Linked DNA regions of Triticum aestivum: region 2 is linked to region 1. A link is a contact called in public Hi-C data. All regions are on one chromosome and are shown on one strand. The core of a region is the stretch at or near the end of the contact, and the rest is flanking DNA. Distances in the headings are between cores, read along the strand shown. Region 1 holds the start of LOC123119458 (ubiquitin-conjugating enzyme E2 variant 1C). Region 2 holds the start of LOC123119462 (phosphatidylinositol 3-kinase, root isoform).

The links. A called contact is a pair of places that touch in the nucleus more often than the background predicts.
Region 2: a contact with region 1 is called in a Hi-C map of leaf, with 9 times the contacts expected there. The contact joins the promoter of LOC123119462 here to the promoter of LOC123119458 in region 1. A contact is called at or near these places in 3 of 5 Hi-C or Micro-C datasets (leaf and an unstated tissue).

The regions. Positions count from the first base shown.
Region 1 is chr5D:61,088,816-61,091,493 of IWGSC CS RefSeq v2.1, reverse strand. It overlaps LOC123119458 (ubiquitin-conjugating enzyme E2 variant 1C), which reads right to left and starts at 1,312. Exons shown (of 4, transcript XM_044539264.1): 1 at 1,076-1,312. The coding sequence starts at 1,109.
Region 2 is chr5D:61,248,923-61,251,600 of IWGSC CS RefSeq v2.1, reverse strand. LOC123119462 (phosphatidylinositol 3-kinase, root isoform) reads right to left here and starts at 1,347. Exons shown (of 18, transcript XM_044539267.1): 1 at 1,053-1,347; 2 at 871-958. The coding sequence starts at 1,203.

The DNA.
Region 1 (2,678 bases), core at 63-2,562:
TTGCAGACTGGCATAGTGAATTTCCCAGAACAAAGTGACCAGCTGCCAACAAACTATTTTATGTCATGACAACAAATAAGCATAGATGGGGAACACATTAACCCCAAGTATTCAGCTGTAGCAATCCTCTGGACTAGATGAAGAGCTGATAGTCTAAGGATGTAAGTGGGCCGTGTTCACAGCCAGTATCATAGTATACATGCTAGTGTCAATTTTGTGGTGAGCGGCGAACTATTGCCGAGTTTTGCAGGATAAGTGGCTCGCTGCTTGCATCCCTATGATAGTGCCCTATCTACCACCACTCTGCACAAAGCTAGTCCATGTAATGCATTTTACTAAAATACCGGCACCAGCAGCAAATTCGTTACATTCATCCTATCTTCTGGATAGATAAAATTTGACGATTCCTACTCCATCATAGATCATACAGATTACCAACAGCTATGGACTCCAGTTTCATGGTATCTTCATTCAAACAAGCAACACAGCGTCGTCATGCTAGTGACATGGGGGCAACAGTATGGCTCAGGTGCAGTGCTTCCTGCACCATATCGTACCGCAACCTACGAAAGACCACTTCCTCGTAGTTGCCTCGCCATCGGAACATTATCTGTTGCCTAATGTGCCAGGGCCCTGCAGCCAAGACGTCGCTGGAAGGCAGGCGGCAACGGATGCCAGCTCATCAATTCTTCCTAAATTCTTCAGTAACTTACACTACCATGAAGCATGAACGCGACGACCTAAACACGAGTCCCGGGAATTGAATGAACTGAGCTGAGCTGAACCCCAGTTTTTGCTAAATTTAAGAAACTGTCATTCGCAGCAGTAGTCCAGACCCTAACACACGCACTTGAGCAGGGGGGTGACCTCTCCCCCCACGGACGAGCCGGAGAAGACCAGATTCGAACCATGGATGTATGGACGGGAACGGATCCACGGCACCAGAGAGCAAATCCGCGACTGATTGGACGGATTGGAGCATCGTATCGGTCGCATACGGGGAGATTTGGGGCTTGGCGGCTGGCTGACTGGGAGGAGAAAGTAGCAGGAGAGGTTTGGGCGAGCTAGGGCTTACCGACAACTCCGGCTGCGTCACCGCTCGACGCCATTCCAGAAAAGTGGAGGAGCACGGGGAGGAGACCGCCCGACGGATGCGAGAGGGGATTTCGGGGTGGCGCGCGTGCTCCGGTGGGGGGAGGCGGGCGTGCTCGCTCGGCGGCGCTCGTTCCCCTTTGGTGGTGGTGGGGTGGTGGTGGTGGTGCACGGGTGCGACAGTGCGAGACGACGGGGAGAGGGGTGAGATGAAGTACGCGTGCAGGTGGGCTGGGTTGGGCTTGGGCCAGTCCAGGTCAGGCTTGTGGAACAGCACGGGTGCGCCTGTACGCGGAGCGGCGATGTTCCCACTCAAAAAAAAAAAAACAGCGGCGAATGGAGCTCATGATGCCGGGAAGGTGGAGTCGGCGTCTAAATTGGATGCCGAGAAGGAGGAGCCGGCGTCACCGCTGCACAGCCGGCATAGCCGCATAGAACAGTCGTCCTCACCGCCGCGCCACGTCTGGCGCGAAGGATATGGTGTCGTGGGCTCTGTGTGCTTACAATTTTGTTCGCCGGTGCTTTGTTTGCCAACATGCTAAGTTCGAGCACACCAAACCAGCAAGCCTCCTCCAATCCTTGCCAGTGCCGGAAGAGCCATGGACCGACCTCACTATGGACTTCGTCCAAGGTTTGCCCAAGTCCGACGGCTTCAACATGATCATCGTCGTGGTCGACCGCTTCACCAAGACAACACATTTTGTTCCTCTCTGACACGCGCAACAAGTTTCTCAAACTTCTTGGATTTGGTGGTCAAGATGCATGGGGTGCCAAAGTCGATCATGTCTGACCGCGATCGCATCTTCGCCAGTCACATGTGGCACTCCACTTCTGGTCCAGTCACGTAGTGCATCCAAGTACATCCAGGAGGCGGTGTCCCCTGTGCCATTTGAAAACATGACCAAAGTCGCCTCACCAACATTCTCCAGGCACGGCCAAAAATGTCCTCGTAGCCACGGGCCCATTACACTAGATGGCGTAGGATCCTTTTGGGTTTCATGAGTCCATGGGTCAAGTTCAACACCAATCAATCCTGCCATCCATCGTCGCCACCCCTCAGACTTCATCTTCCCAGTAAGAGCCCTGGCCTCGATCGAAAGGGCAGTGATCATCGCAAAATCTTACAAAGTGATTGTCATCATGCCAAGGGGCGGGTGGAAAGGGTACGTTTTCGGCCTCGAACGGTCCAAAAGGGTTGTAATGGCCATGGAGTTCATAAGGGGTTGTGAGCCTTTAAAGTTGAGGGTGAATGAGAGAATATCCAATCTTCTGAAATAGGGCTCATATCGTCTGCCATATACCGGGCTTCATTAGGATTGTGGCCCCTCAAATGAATAAGTGGAGGAACCTAAAAAAGCGAATGGATAACTTACTGCTTCCTTTCAACTTATAAACAATAATAATATTCCAACAATAGAGATAATTATCTGCGCTCTTTCCACGAGCCTTGCACGGTACTTCGCTTCATAGGCATCATCAAGGCCAAGGTACTTACCATTTTCAAACATCCTACATAATACATTTGAGACTAGTTAATATCAAATGTAGCTCAAACAAACTACATATAGGGCTACACTGTCACGCCC
Region 2 (2,678 bases), core at 98-2,597, 160 kb before region 1:
GTTACTAATGGTGGCGATGTGAATAAGAGGTAATTGCATACTTCTGGTTGGTAAGTAACGGAATAATGACGATATCATATTAGATCTGTAGTTTCTGGGTTGCTACAGTACAACAGTAACCTAACCTGCTGGCTGCTGTCCTCTTCAATACTGTATGAAATGTATGCCATTCCAAATCCTTTTAATTGTTTTTACTAAATATGCTTACTGCTCACCATTATTGAAACACTTTTTATTGCCTGAAATTTATTCATTTATCCATCCTCACATAATTACCTTATGTTTTTTATGCCTACATCTAGGAAGGAGAAATCACAAGTTAATTAAAAAATTTAAGGTGTGAAATTCTCTCCTGAGTGACCTCTAGATGTACTTTTAGCACGCTTCAGTGTGCAATCGCTCCAATGCTTTTGTCACTTCCCAGTAAATCTTTTATTAACTCCCTTTTTAGATTAAAAGAACTTTTTTCGTGCGAATTTTTTAGCTTAAAAGATTGAATTTGCAGCTTCCAAATTGTGCTGTTCTGAATCAACACTTCCCATTACTGACAGATGGAATCGTCCAAGTTTTGCTTAATGAGCTTGCATCATAATTAGGCAAAAGTAAAATTATTCCCCGTTCCATTTACTTCAACACGGCTGTCTTCAGCTGTGCTATCTAGGCATAGCATACTGATTTTTCATTTGTGCTTTCTGAACACCTTGGCTATTTTACGGGCCTTGGCTATTTCAGTTTACCAAATTTATTCCAGGAGAATTTATCTTAGATTCCAACTTCACATTTAACAAATTTTATTCATCCACGGGTTTCTGGAGATCATCTAGTCAAGTACATACAAATCATAGGAGAGACGGGACAGAGCGAGAGTACCTTGTGTTGACGGGAAGGCCGAACTGGATGCCGTCGATGTAGAGCTTGCACTCGACGAAGAGCTCCGAGACCTTCTTGTCGAGACCATCTGCCAGGAAGCAGAGAAGAAAGGTCAGAAGTGAACACAAGAGAGATTTGGGGATGAGGGGAGAGGGGGCAGGGGAGGGAGTGCGAGTGAGCGCCTTGAGCGGGGGGCGGGATGGGGGCCTGGAGGACGCGGAAGGTGAGGGGGAGGCTGATGTCGCAGGACAGGAAGAAGCGGAACTCGCTGCTGTTGGTGCTTCCCGCCCCCGCCGCGCTGGTCCTGCTGATGCCGACGGCCGCCGCCGCCATGGACGGCCGGCGAGCGGAGGTGGGAAATCGAGGGGCACGGAGAGGTCCGGCCGGCGAGGAGGTTTTCTTTTTTTTCGGGGGGAACGCGGCGAGGAGGTGGCGTGCGGGCGGAGAAGGAGACGGACGGAGAAGTGTTGTAGACGGAGATGATGGAGGGGACAGAGGACTCCTGGGGCGGGCCGGGCCTGCCGTAATCAGTCCGCACGAAAGTACAATAGCCCAGAAGCGGCCTTGATTGGCTCGCCACTTCACTTTTCATATTTTTTTCTAAACAAATACGAATACGAATACGTATGCGTATCGAATGTTACTCCAATATATGAATATGTATCGGATGTTTACTTGATTCGAAAAGGATATGAATAATAGCGATATATCATTTAAAGAAAATAAGTCAATAGCTATGTGACACAAAATAATCAAATTGCAATATACAACAAGTCAATGATGGACAGGTTTATGAATAAATTCTACTATAATGCATAACTATTCCTAAGTTTAATCAGATAATAAAGTAAAATTGACAACTTGTTAGGCTATTATGTTGGATATTGGCATATTGAACTAGAATTGCTTAAATTAGCTCGTGAAATTTTATCGGGATACAGACATATCCACTTCCATGTTCATATTTGTGTTAAAGTTCCGTACCATGTTTGTGTTTGTATTTTTCAAATATATCCGGGTATCTTCCATAACATGTTTGTGTTAGTATTTTCCGTATCAGTGGTCACATGTACTACTATATTGGTTCTACAATATCACATGGTGGTGCTTCTTTTTTCTAGGTGGTGGGAGGGTGCACGGGATTGATATGTTTTTATAGAACGGTTGTTGCTGATTGATTTGCAAAATCGTTGTCCCATTCAAAATCGTAAACCAAATCCAAAATTGAATACGTCAATTGAATGAAAGAGCTTCAAAATTAGCGAACATAGTGAATTAAAAGAATTGAATATGAGGGCTTGAGAAAGAGTTAACCCGGTCAAAATTGGTTGACCCAATTCTAAATTGAATGCTTCAATTAATTGTGAGGCCATAAAAATTAGGAAGCATATTGTATAATGTTAAAAAATTGAATGAGAGAGCTTTGAGAAATTGTTGACCCGGCCAAAAATCAGGTGACCCAATTCTAATTGAAGACCTCAATTGAATGTGGGCTCTTTAAAACTAGGGAGCTTAGTGTTATAGAATATTTCCTAAACAAATACGAATACGAATACATATGCGGATCGAATGTTGCTCCAATATACAAATATATATCAGATGCTTACTTGATTCGAAACAGGTACGAATAATAGTGATATATTATTTAAAGAAAATAAGTGAATAGCTAAGTGACACAAAATAATCAAGTTGCAATATACAACAAGTCAATGATGGACAAGTTTATGAATAAATTCTACTATAATGCATAATTATTCCTAAGTTTAATTAGATAATAAAGTAAAATTGACAGCTTGTTAGGCTTTTAT